Linked DNA regions of Bombyx mori: region 1 is linked to region 2. A link is a contact called in public Hi-C data. All regions are on one chromosome and are shown on one strand. The core of a region is the stretch at or near the end of the contact, and the rest is flanking DNA. Distances in the headings are between cores, read along the strand shown. Region 1 overlaps LOC101743969 (methylcytosine dioxygenase TET). Region 2 overlaps LOC101743969 (methylcytosine dioxygenase TET).

Region 1 (6,983 bases), core at 111-2,610, 59 kb before region 2:
ACCCACCTTGAGATATAAGTTCTAAGGTCTCAGTATAGTTACAACGGCTGCCCCACCCTTCAAACCGAAACGTATTATTGCTTCACGGCAGAAATAAGCAGGGTGGGAGTACCTACCCGTGCGGACTCACAAGAGGTCCTATCACCAGTAATTACGTAAATTATAATATTGCGGGTTGGATTTTTATTATACGATGTTATTCCTTCACCGTGGAAGTCAATCGAGAACATTTGTTAAGTACGTATTTCATTAGAAAAATTGGTACCCGCCTGCGGGATTCGAACACTGGTGCATTGCTAGATACGAATGCACCGGACGTCTTATCCTTTAGGCTACGCGACGACTTGTTTTTGTTAATTGATGATGCAAAAACGCCAAAACCGATTTAGATTGAGTTTCGCGCATAGAACGTTTATAACCTGGATACGTTTTATTATAGTACATAGCTCGGACAACACAGAATGAATATGCTTTAATAAATACGTCAGTGTTCGCGGATTTGTGAGTTTACGTACCCACAAAACTTACAGCTTTTGAACGCAACTCTTTACGTAATAAATACGTATAAATACGTAGAAAATACATATTTCATTATTTCGGATTTACAAATTTAACACGAGTGAAAAGGCGTGCCATGTCATAACGTTGTCTTAAATACATTTAGTTTTAGTTTTATGTTGTATTATTTTAAATTTATACTTATATTCTATATCAATTTAATGTTGACAACGATGTTAAATAAAATTGATATTTACCTATCCACGATAAGGTCTTCTTATGACATAAATTTTACAAATACCGTCTAAAATAACATTAGAGTGATGTCCAATGACGATTAATACGCGTAGTAAGTACACATAGTACTATCGCATAGCTGTTATAATGAATAATAACTATTTTAATTTAAAAAGCCGTTATGACCTAATTCTACTTTGAATTTTGAAATAAGGAAATGTTCCACGTGTCTTATCTTTACATCAGTATAACATAATTCGAAGTTGAACTACTTATTTAAATTATAAAAGAACAGTTACGCGTCTGTAATTATTTTAATACGTGTACAACAATAATTCCAGTCGTTTGTAAATGTGAGTTTTATTTTTAAACTTCAACAAATTGATGAATAGTAATCGTTTTAATGTATACTAACTGAAACCAGTTAGAAGCAGATGTTTCTCACACTATTTATTCATAATACTTAATCAAAATGATCCTTTAACCTGTTCAGGATAATTAGAAATCCTTAAAAATTTGAATGTGAATAGACGACGAGTAAGCGAGACGGCCTTAGGTCAGAAAGAGACCGAGCTATAACAAATGCTGTTCGCATTCTAATAACACAAAAACAGGAGTAACGAACTAAAACGCCAGGTGCGAGTCGCCGCCATGTGCTTAGTAACAGAAACTGTTTATTTATTCGTTGGTACATCATACAACAGCTCGCTGTTTTAATTATTACGTATGAAAAAAATTCTACCAATCAGTGACAGCTGTTGTTCTAAAACTTGAAAGTAATTTGTTTTGTACAGAATTCGCCATTTTAATTTCCAAGGCTCGATTTTCAACGATGGCTTCCAAACGTTAAACAATCATAATACACTAAAATGAAAAATGTCCACGAAAATAGCTGTAATTTGTGAGTATTTAGTAAAATTGATAAAACACGGCTTAGAAACCAAAATCAAAATTAGAATATTTTTGAATTAGATGCTTAAAAAATAAATCGTCGTCACTGCGCCATCTCTGTAACACACGAGGAACTTTTGCTCGGCGCGACATCTGCTGTCAAGTAGAAGAACTTCGTGAATCCTAGCCATTTCATATTAGTTTAGTTTTGAGTTCACAGATGGCGGTTTAACAAAAAAACATTTCAAATTACTTAATATACATAGTATTTCAAATAGAAACAAATTTAACAGAATTTATTAATATTTTAACTATTTAACTTTCATCGTCATACTAAAAACAATACTTCGACCACTAATACCGCTAATAAGTCGCCACTTAACCCATCCATTGCATGTTTGTCTATTCATTTTTCCTTTTTGTGTTAACGTTCTCCTTTGTTTTTTTACTTACTTTATTTTTGCTTTATGTTAAGTCTGTGGTGTGTCTGTGTTGTTATAGCTTATTTTGGCGCCGGACGGAACATTGCAGACCGTGAAGAGCGAGTCTCGTCGAGGTCGCGGTAGAGGGCGCGCAACGGCCACTCCAGTAAGTACATAAACCCATTTCCTTATTTTTCATTTCTTTTTTATTTCTTTATGTCATGTGAATCCTTAGTGGTGACTAATCTAGTAACTAGCTACACATCTTTAACAAATAACATTTATTAAACTTTATTACTACCATTAATCTTCACTTTCAGAGAATGCAGTTATTTTATCATGGAATATTGTACTCTCAGATATTTGTTGATCAATTTATTATAATTCGTATATGTTTATTTATTTTTAAAAATTTATTCCTGCTCGTATCTCATATTAGCCTCACGTTCCCTTTTATTGTTCTCAAGTTGGCAGAACAATTACAGACTAAACCAATCGCCCATGACATAACTAGAATGGAAATGCATGAATTTCATAATTAAAATTAAATAGTCGTGAATACACATTTAATCGCGTAGATGTAAGCGAGATAGACTAAAAGAAGTTAAGAGCATTTTCGCTGGCATGGACCATTTAAACACCAACTATGAACCAATCATAGTGAATGTTTACCAAAATTGTTCATTGATTCGGTCCGATTTAAGACATCCAGCTAACAGATATTATCTGATAAAAAATTTTTTTGATTAATCAATTCATTACTGACCATTTCTTTAAAAAAAAAAATTGATCCTGTTTCGGTAGAGGAAACAAGTAAATACGGAACATTGATAATGATTTACACATACGCCATTTCAGTCGAAATAGCAAAGACCTTTTTCATGCCCTACTCGAAGAGGAACTCGAAAAAATTGTAATCGAATTTTGAAACACTTTTTCTTCGAATTTTTTTCTCATAAGAACGATGCCTAATGAAAAGTATAAAAGTAAACATTAGAATAATCGAATATCGATTACAGACGACGGCCAGCTTAAACAACTAGACTAATACGTACGTGACCGGCGCCGATAGGAGAATTGTAAAATACTACATTGATCGAATTATCTTTATTATTATTTATTCTTTATTTGTACACACAGTTAATATAACACAGTAATTGCGATAAGATATAAAAAATGGCGAACTCAACAATTGAGTTATCTACCAGGTAACCGTTCTTAAGGAAGGAAAGCTTTACATCTTTTTTCTTTGTTTTTTTTTCCTACCTATGCGTTGAGAGGCTATGTCAGCGTAACCTAACACTTAGGTTATAGGTAGGTAGGTAGGTAGGTGGTAACAAAAATGCTTCAGATATGTACCGGCTGCATCATGTGTGCCCTTATTTCTCTTTTATTTTCCTATTTATGCTGATAGCCTTGTGAGGCTATATCAACGTTACCCTAGTGTGTAGGTGAGTTCACGGGGCTCTAGCCTAACGGCGTTGCTAAGATATCCCTAGCAAAAACAGTACTTCGCAGAATCTACCATTGGATCGGAAACGCGACACACTGAGCGAGAAACTCAGTGGGCTTTGTCTGTGTGTTAATTTACTCACCGAGCCCTTCCTCGCAAGCGACGGGTTCGAAAAGAACGATGACCGCGATTTTCTTTATTGCTTAGTAATTTAATGTTTATAATGTAGTAATGTAGCCTTGATTGCAGCACGGCGCAGATTTTTCGGGAACCCATATCCTTGTTAGAGAGTTAACCTTCGAGATATGGGTTTACTTGCCTATTATAAGTTTTAAGTATAAACAAAAATAAAATACGATCGTATTACTAGCATTGTAATAATATACTTAAGATTATAGATAGCTGTATAAACAATTAAACTTAGTAAGTAAAGTGTAATTTGCTTGCAAAATCGCGCTGTAAATACCGCCATTTCGCGTATTGCCAATTAACTTTTCTAAAATACTGAGAAGTGCTCTGAGAAATTGTTTGAGATGATACCATCCTCTCGTTTACACCATCGCAGCGGCCGCCACCGGAGTAGAGTTCATCCATACTACCTGAAGCCACTGCGTTCATCCACAGTGCGTTTCCAGAGGTCTTTTTTGGCACGTACCATCCGGCTTTGGAATGAGCTTCCCTCCACGGTGTTTCTCGAAAGCTATGACATATCCTTCTTCAAACGAGGCTTGTGCAGAGTACTTAACGGTAGGCAGCGGCTTGGCTCCGCCCCTGGCATTGCTGAAGTCCATGGGCTATGGTCACCATCAGGTGGGCCGTATGCTCGTCTGCCTACTAGGGCAATAAAAAAAAACTATAAATCTTAATATACAAGCTCTTTACATACATTTTTTGACTGAATAGTAATTTAAGGAATAAAAACTACCCCCAAATTTTGCAAAAACAAACAGAGTTCTGACAATGAGATTGTTTTACTGGTGAAAGTTTATTCTGAATTAAAAGTTAGTTGGTGGCAAAAAAAAATAAGTAAGGCTATTCTTTAAGATCTAGTTTAAAAACGTGATTCTTTCTGTGCTGTGGAATATAGGAACGACACATACGAGGTTATAACACTGCCAATGTTGAATCTTTAAGTAAATATTGATTTCGAGCGTAAATCTAACGTATGCCTGATGATTTCCTTGTCTACTAGACCAACTGAGCGATTAAGGTTGACAACCATTTCGCGGTGCATTAACAGTGCTAATGACATACGTAACATTGCATCTCTGGTTGTAGATGAGTTGACATATTTGAACAGTTGGTACACTCAATTTCACTGAAAGATTTTCCTAGGAATGTGTGCGTTGATTTTGAAAACTGAACAACCTCAGGATGCCGCTAGTGTGGAACGAAGAGATGTATTAGAAAGATTCAATTATTTTAAGGCAGCGTTTTGTTTAGACAATATTTTTTAAGCTTGTTGTATTGTTGTTGTAGTCCTAGGGTACCCCGCTGGTACATAGGGCCCTCACAAGTTGTCTCCACTTTACCCTGTCTTGCGCTTGCTCCTTGACATCACTCCAGGTCACGTTGGCAGTCCTCATCTCACTCTCCACGGTGCGTCGCCAAGTGTGTACAGGGCGACCAGGTCTTCTCCTGCCAAGTGGTTGCCACTCAAACGCGATTGATGCTGCGTTGACTCCGCTTAACTTACAAAAGCTTAATTAATTTTTCGTTAAACTCATACTAAAATGCGGGTGTAATACAGTTATCATCGAGACTAAGCTATGTTTAGTTCATGAAGGTTTCACAGGCACCCGGTGTCACAGGTCAAAAGGTCAAACCTGATTACGCAACGAGCGTAAATCAAACGCGTACAAAAACGGGGTCACTCTCGCTTTCGGGCCGAACTGTCCAAATATAGAAATAAAGTGTAAACGCCGAGTTCACGGGCACAACCAACCACCCGAAATAGTGGATACAGTCCGCCGAGATTAATACCGGCTTCCTGTCAAATAGCCGGCGGCGTTTAATTGTAGCTAGTTCATTGCGCGCTTGACACTTGCGCATTGTTTTTTTTGGAACGAAGGTCCTTATGGGACGATGCGGAGGGGTACCCTAACCGGAAAAAAAAGTCCGTAACGTAAGGTTTTTATTAGTAATGCACACAGTGTACGACTTAACTATGTAATAACGTACAAAAAATATAATAACATATTTTTAATCATTCATTGACCACGATCTCAGAGCGTTCGTTGGCGCAGTACACTAACTCTTATGCAAACAACCGTGAATGAAGTGTACCACAATAAGTTCACACGTTACCGAATGATCGTGGGTTGTTGCGAAACCTCCAGTTTTATTTTCTTTATACCTCGAATAGAACTTACTTTTTTTTTATAATAAGGAACTTCGTTCCTATCCGGTGTCCCACGACACCACACATTTTTTTAATGCATAATACTAAATGTATCTAATAGATTTTTATGTGATAGTAGATTGTTATGTTGATGTTATGTGGTAATGTAAAGAAATATCTCGCACACCTATTAGTCGTGAATTGTGTTATTTACACAAAACTCTAATGTATATATTTTATGAGCTATACAGCATTACAAAAGCGATCGTAATAAAGTAAAGAATTATACTAGAATTGACATTTAAATAGTTAATAAAATAGTTTTGTAAAACCTAAGTGGGAAGGCGAAACTTAGTAGCTCCGATAATACAGCATAATCATAAATGATTGATGAAGTCAAGTGGTCAAAAAGCGAGTTAGGGTAAATTAGTAAAATAAGAGAGAAAATTCAAAGTTGTTGCTGTGCACTTTAACTTTGCATCAAGAATATTAAGGGGTAGGACGAGGGCTATCTATATATTAATACGTGAAGCAAAAACTTTGTATCCCTTTTTAGGAAAATTGCGCGGACGGAGGAGTATGAAATTTTCCACACTTATAGAGAATATAGAGAAGATGTGCACAATGCTAATATTTTTTTAAAAATGCATGAAAGATACATGAAATCAATAAAGAAAACATTACACACACTACATACCATGTATTTGACGCACACACGCATGCATACTATTTATTGTCAAACTTTTGTTCCTGGCGTCTGTTGTCAAATTGAGAATAGATTAAATATTGTTTGCCTTTGTTAATATTTTTTATAGTGTAGTCTTGGCGAAATTTGGTGATTATAGAAGTATAAAATACAATCATAATAGTGTACAAACTTACAATTCCAATTAATTATAGTCGAATTTCGACTACTGCGGGATCTCTAGTTGATTATTATTACACATATAATATTATTGCTGGGCGAGCTATCTCATTGCTCACCGGTGTGCTTATTGCGAGTTTTCTAACGTTCTCGATAGCGTAAAAGTTAACTCAAATTTGTATGAAGTTTGAACGTTCGTCCACGTTTGCCGCTAGGGGCGCTGTTCCAACTGCATACAAATTTGAGTTAACTTTTACGCTATCGAGAACGTTAAAA
Region 2 (7,012 bases), core at 273-2,772:
AACGAACTAAGCGCAGTCACGGTCTAGAAATACTTCATAAACACAACTTCGATTGGACACTTACTTTTTTACCTTTTTATTTATTTATTGCTTCGATGGGTAGACGAGCTTACGGCCCACCTGGTTGGTGTTAAGTGGTTACCGGAGACCATAGACATCTACAACGTAAATGCCGTCACCCATCTTGGGACATGACTTCGAAGTCTCAGTTTTCACAGTATAACGGCTGCCCCACTCTTCAGACCGAAACGTATTACTGCTTCGCGACAGAAATAGGCAGGGTGGTGGTACCTACCCGTGCGGACTCGTAAGACGTCCTACCACCAGTAAAAAAACACTTTCTCAAACACTTTCGTTGAGTAGTGAATTCAAAAGAGTTGTTAAAGATTTACAGTCGATGTAAATATATTTGTGAACATTATGTTTTTCTTTTACACAAGAAAAAGTAACCTAAATTATGCAGGCTATTTGATATGAATAACTTTCTTTAACATAATTTTTCCCGTATTGGTTCATCACAGGAACTGTAATGTGTTTCATAATATGTATTATAAAATTAGAATAAGATTAAATCGTATAATCAACATTTCTATTAATTATACCTAAAATTTGGAAAATCTCAAAGTAAAAATATTTTCAGTACCTTTCATTTATGATACATTTACTTACCAATACAGTTTAAGCTACGTGTATATATTTAAATGAAAACACTCAATTTCTATTTGTTACTGTAAAAACTTTCATAAAACAAAACAATCGTCAAGACCTAAATAAAGCTAACTGTAAATTTGAGATATACTATCGCCATCTACCGTGCAGTAGGTGAAGCTTTGTTATTGCGAATGAACAATATTACTTCGGAATATTTATTGTAATGAATTTATATTCGATATCGTTCGTTCTGGCTTAGTCATAATGGTTATTATATACGATAATTAAGGTTATGAACGACAAGTAATATAGCAGATTCTGTTTTGTGATTTCATAATCGATCGACACAATTACGTCACAGGTCTACATTTATCTTATCGTAATTACCAATTTGATTGCTCAAATTCAGAATTGTATTTTTTTTTAAACCAAGCAACAATTTGGAACGTCTTGTTTTTATGAAATTGTATTTAAAACAATCTCTCACACGAAATCTAGATAGTCCGTGGGAAATAATTCGTATAACAGCCTATAAATACAATTCACAAATCGTTATCAAGATCCGTGTTACAGCTAGTTCTATTCTCGATAGTAATTGCAACAGTCATATTATTATTGTTGGCCCGTTATAGAATGAATCATTCGTCATTAGGTAATTCTACGATGCAAATCTTGTATTCATTGCTTTTACTGTTCAATGCATTATTACATTAACTGCTTAAATTTTTTTTATTTTTTTTTTATATCCTCTTTTTACCTGCGTCCATCCAATGAAGATCTCTTCATTTGTTATCTAACCATGTTACGCTGCCCATGAGATCTTAACTCTAGTACTTTTATGCCCTACTGACTCAGTGCGATGACATATGTGGCCGGCTCAGATCCACTTTCTCAGAATTATTATATCATTTATTTATTTACACCAAACCTGTGAACTCTTGAAGATTAGCCAATACACGTTGTACGATAGCTCAGTTTTATGATATTTTAAAGATTTAAAGAATTACGGACTTACCGCCAACTGCTCAAAGATTTCACCACTCCTTTTTCAAATGTTGCACAAACTGCGGCAACACGTAGCGCTAGTGTCGCGCTCAGTAGATTGCGCGGGTACCGGGCAAGTTGGCGGGAGATTTCAAAATGTGAACCCCAAAATCGAACATTCCCCCCACCGAAATCCGCCCGGATTTCCCATTACGATACCAATAACAATGTTTTGATGATTCAGTTTCACAGTGGACTGTATTTAGTAAAATTATTTTAAGTAATTAAATCTAAGTATTTAAACAATAAACTTGACTTATAACTAAAAGGGAGATCACACAAAGACCTACCTTTATGTAATCTTATTACGTTTTCTGTGTCATACGATTTACTCTGTGTCCGTCGCTATTGGGAGCGGACAAAGCTTAACGACAGGACGTGTCATTTCATTATTTTTTGTACGAACTTTAACAACTCGCACGATACCATCCGCACCAGGCTTAAGCTCAGTGACTCGCGCTAGATCCCACTGTAAAGGTGGTGCATGTGATTTAATTAAAACTAAATCTCCAATTACTAAATTTCGACAGCTGTTGAACCACTTTTGTCGTTGTTGAAGTGTGTGAAGGTAATCTTGGCGCCACCGTTTCCAAAAAAGTTGTGAAAATTGTTGTACAATTTGCCACCGCTCGCGAGGTAAAAGTCGTTGCTCACTGATATCGAATGCCGGTACAGCCAACAATTCACGCCCGATCAGGAAATGTGCTGGCGTTAGCACTTCGAACTCCATTGGATCGTTAGACAGTGGACATAGCGGTCTCGAATTAAGAACTGCTTCAACTCGAGCAAAAAGTGTTCCGAGCTCTTCGAATGATAATGATTTGTTTCCCACAGTCCGTTTCAAATGTAATTTAGCAGATTTTATTGCAGATTCATAAAGACCACCGAAATGACTACCACTCGGAGGATTGTGGCTCCAACGAATATTACGCGCTACAAGCTCTCCTGATAAGCTTTCTAAGTGTGATTCGAAAAAATGCGTAACATCTGCTGAATGTTTCGTAGCCGACACAAAATTGGCATTATCTGAAATAATCATGAGACATTGACTTGTTGTAATTCCTTGCAAAGTGCTAGGACCAACATATAAATAAAATTTATGACAATCTATTAAAATGTTTGTAAAAATTGAATTTTTGAGTAAATGTAAAGAATGTTTCCTATCAGGTGAAAGACTAGAATTATACAATTTACCCCCCACCCTGAGGAAACAGTTTGAATCCATGAAGGTAATTAGTTTCCGCAAACTCTGAGAACATCTCTGACCTTTTTGTAAGGCCATAATGTCGTCCACAAATAAATGACTTTGTACGATTTTAATAATAATGTCGTGAGCCTTTCTGCTGTCATCCACAAACAGCGATCTACGTTCTGATTGAGAGACTCGACAGTTGTGGATAAACAAGTAAGACCGCGCGATTATTCTCACAAGCTTACTAAAACTAGAGTATCTGTTATTGAGGTCCAACGGTGAATATGCTTCTATGACTTCTGTTGAGACAAGTACAGTACTTAAAGTTTTTTGTTTTAGGCTTAGAGTTATAGGTTTAACTGGACCCTCTGACTGGAAGTCATTAAGCCGATGGAGGCCGTTAAACCACTCATGTATTGTTTTGCATGATGTGTTAAACACGTCTCGCAATTTATTTGTTGTACTAGAAAGCCACACAATACAAAGATGCGGGATGATAAATATCGAATCCACGTTTTGTACCGCGCCTACGTGGCTCCTGTGTCCACCAAGACTTTCGTACTCACGAATGAATTTTAAATTCAGATCGCGTTCCAACTTCTTTTCTATATCAATATATTTACGTTCTTCTGTTCCAGATAAAACACCAAGTTTATAAAAAGGTTGCAAAGGGTAGTTTACGAAACATCTACTTTTCTTATCACGGTTATGATTGCGATCAGACAATGTCCCCGCTAATATGTCATCTGGATGCTGTGGTTTGATGAAACAAATGCTTTCTGTCTCCGAGAAAGACTGCGTTTCCTGCTCCAAGTTCACAGAAAGAGCCACAAATGATTTTGTATTATCGCTTTTGATATGATGATTTTCCGTGTCTACAGTTCTATGACCCGAAATCGATACTTGACCTGCGATGACGTAGCCGAAAATGGAATGCAATGCCACCGGCATGTTCTTATCTTGTGGCATGATCTTTTCTCCATCATAAATTTGAGGAAATAGATCACCGGCCAATAACATGTCGATGGGACCCGATGTACCAAAAGTTAGATCAGCAAGTGAAAGATTTTGAAATTTACGGATCACATCATCTGAGATAGACATAGTCGGTATATTTCCGGCTATTTTTGCAACTATGACTACATCGGTAGTTAATATGGGGCTATCGTACTGACGCGGTTTTACAGTACAGGTAGTTAGCCCCAGATCCGCAATAGGCTTGGCACCTAGACCAATGGAATCGAAATCACACTTTCTCCGCCCTAGTCCTAACCTTAATGCACAGTCTTGAGTTATGTAGCCCGTCATGGCACCACTGTCAATTATAGCACGTACGAGTTGATAAATGCCCCAACAATCTGCGACGTGTATAACTGCGGTTCCGAGCAAGACTGTCGAAGTTGTAGAAACGGTAAGAGCCACCGAGCTGGCATTATTTCCCGAATTGGCACCAGCGCCAGCATCGATGTGAAGTGTGTGATGGTGCATATTTTTGCAGACTGTACAACGTACCCTAGATGGACAACTCTTTAATATATGATCATCACGCAAACAATTTTCACATAGCTTCAACTGTTTTATTTTTTGAAGCCGTTGTTCAGGAGTGAGATCACTATATTCGAAGCACCGATATATTGAATGAGGCTTCCCGCAATAATAACATTTTTTTATTTTATTTAAAGTTTCATTCGAGTTTTGTTCATTCTGAAGATTTTTAGTAGCCGCAGTTGCGGCTGAAGCCAAAGATGCTCTAGGCGCACCTACCCTGGCATTTGAATTATTAAGCTTTTTATCAAAACGACTGGTATTCTGGTAACCCTTTGCGTATATAGGTTTTGCATTGTCTATGCTTTGGTTTGAGACCGATTTACTTTCCGACATCTCCAGGATACGGACCTGGTTTTCCACGAAAGCGATAAGACCCTCAAATGTCGGAAGATCACCCGGTACACTTTTGTTTTCAAATGCGCGCCTAGTAGTTGAATCCAGATTACGCAAAGATACATAAAACAAAACAAAACTTGATAAATCTGGTATGTTTAATGATTTTAATGCTTTGACACTATCTTGACACGTTTGTAAAAAGGCATTTAGCCCGTCTGCTGACTCATATTGTAATGGTTTGAAACTAAAAACTTTATCTAAATATGTAGTCGCTAGCGCCCTCTTGTTTTCAAAACGTGTAACTAAAGAATTTCATACAATGGAATAATTTGTTGCTGTTATCGGCATTGATTTTACGATAGTGAGTGCTGGACCACTCACAGCCGACAATAAGTAATAAAATTTTTCAATATCAACTATATCAGTATTAGAATGTACTAAACTAGTAAAAGTGTCTCTAAATGTGGGCCAATTTTCTAACTTTCCGTCAAAGTGAAAAATTTCTAATTTCGGTAATCGAGGTTTTACAGTTTTACCGGAACCGAAATCACATCTAGTATTATCACTACCTGATAAATTTAGATTATCCGCGATATCACAAACAGAGTAATACATCTCATCAAATGCTTTGATTTGGTCGTATGACGGTACATACGACGCATTATAACGTTTTTGGACACAAATCATTTCACTCATAGCACTTTCATATGCAGTTCTCAAAGCGACAATATCTCTAAAACGGGCGCGAAATTGTGGCTGCATATCAGTATTACTTCTAACTACTCGTGACATCTCGTACAACGATTGTAAACGCATAAATGCCATCTCCTTGGTTGTCTGATGTGGTGCCAACAACTGATCGACATCGTCATCGGAAATTATTGCTTTTTTTCCAGATGTTGCTTTCGCCATCTTACAATTTTATTTAGGTAGGTACTTATGAATTTACAAATTAATTTGTATAAAACACAATTTAAGAATTAGTAGAATGTTATAAAATACGAATAATCAAACAACAAATATTAAAAGAAAGTACCGTTCTACCAAGTAAAATTGTAACACAAAACAATATTAATAATCAATTAATTAATATTCGAAGACAATACTACGGTTGAAAACTATTTAATCCGACAAAATTAAAGATTCTAAGATTTAACAAACAATAACAATTATCAATAAAAATATTTTATGGTTATTTTATTGAAATTTAATTTACTGCCAGTAATGGCGGCAAGGCGTCAGATATGTATACCTATGTAGTTTAAAGTTCGCAACAAATTTGAAATAAAGTTTAATATTGTAACGAAAATAATACTAAATACCTGAATACCCATGTATATTATGAATCACTGTATAAATTCCTTTATTGTAAAACACAAAACACAGAAGTTATGTTTTTCACAAAAACGCACAACTACCTACTTACGAATAAAAGTTTTTGTAGGAATTGTTTTTAGAATAATTACGTTTTTGTTATACTGAATCACTGGTATTTGATTTCGTAACAGGTAAAATCCGGCTCGAAGGACCATAAATGTACGATAGCTCAGTTTTATGATATTTTAAAGATTTAAAGAATTACGGACTTACCGCCAACTGCTCAAAGATTTCACCACTCCTTTTTCAAATGTTGCACAAACTGCGGCAACACGTAGCGCTAGTGTCGCGCTCAGTAGATTGCGCGGGTACCGGGCAAGTTGGCGGGAGATTTCAAAATGTGAACCCCAAAATCGAACACACGTTTAGACAAAATTTTACTTTATCTTTGATTTTACTAAATCATACACACATACATATATGTAAACATCATTCAATCAGTAACGAGGAAAAGCCAATTCAATTTTGAACCATATGTTTTTAAAGGTTTTTTATTGCCCAAGCGCAGACGCTGTGGGCTCGTCATTTGCTATTAAGTTATAAGAATACATGAGACGTCTATTATCAAAGGTGGCAATCTGTGCATTTGAACAAAAAAAAGGTTATTGATATGTCAATACAGATTGATTTGAATATAATCGTCTCCTTCAAAGAATACGGTTCAAAACCTGCATTAAATAAAGGTTAATACTTAACCTGTTATTTATCTAAGATGTCGTTCAGAAGAGTTTTGTGACTGCCAATGGAATACAAAGTCAATAATTCGTTTTTCTGATTTACCAATAATTGTCCAAAAGTCACATTGCCGGCTTTGATAATAGTCGACTCACATAGACATCACAACATGAACGGCATCCACCTTGT

The links. A called contact is a pair of places that touch in the nucleus more often than the background predicts.
Region 1: a Hi-C map of whole pupa shows a contact between it and region 2, with 4 times the contacts expected there. The contact joins two enhancer-like sites. A contact is called at or near these places in 6 of 7 Hi-C or Micro-C datasets (middle silk gland, midgut, posterior silk gland and 2 more).

The regions. Positions count from the first base shown.
Region 1 is chr22:3,069,263-3,076,245 of ASM3026992v2, reverse strand. It overlaps LOC101743969 (methylcytosine dioxygenase TET), which reads left to right. Exons shown (of 12, transcript XM_038019059.2): 4 at 2,128-2,214. Among protein-coding and RNA genes, the nearest start is that of LOC101743969, 76 kb to the left of the region's middle. Within about 2 kb of position 1,360, at least 5 of the 8 cell types and tissues checked have open chromatin away from gene starts, as enhancers often do.
Region 2 is chr22:3,010,626-3,017,637 of ASM3026992v2, reverse strand. All of the region lies in intron 4 of LOC101743969 (methylcytosine dioxygenase TET), which reads left to right. Among protein-coding and RNA genes, the nearest start is that of LOC101741344, 54 kb to the right of the region's middle. Within about 2 kb of position 1,522, at least 4 of the 8 cell types and tissues checked have open chromatin away from gene starts, as enhancers often do.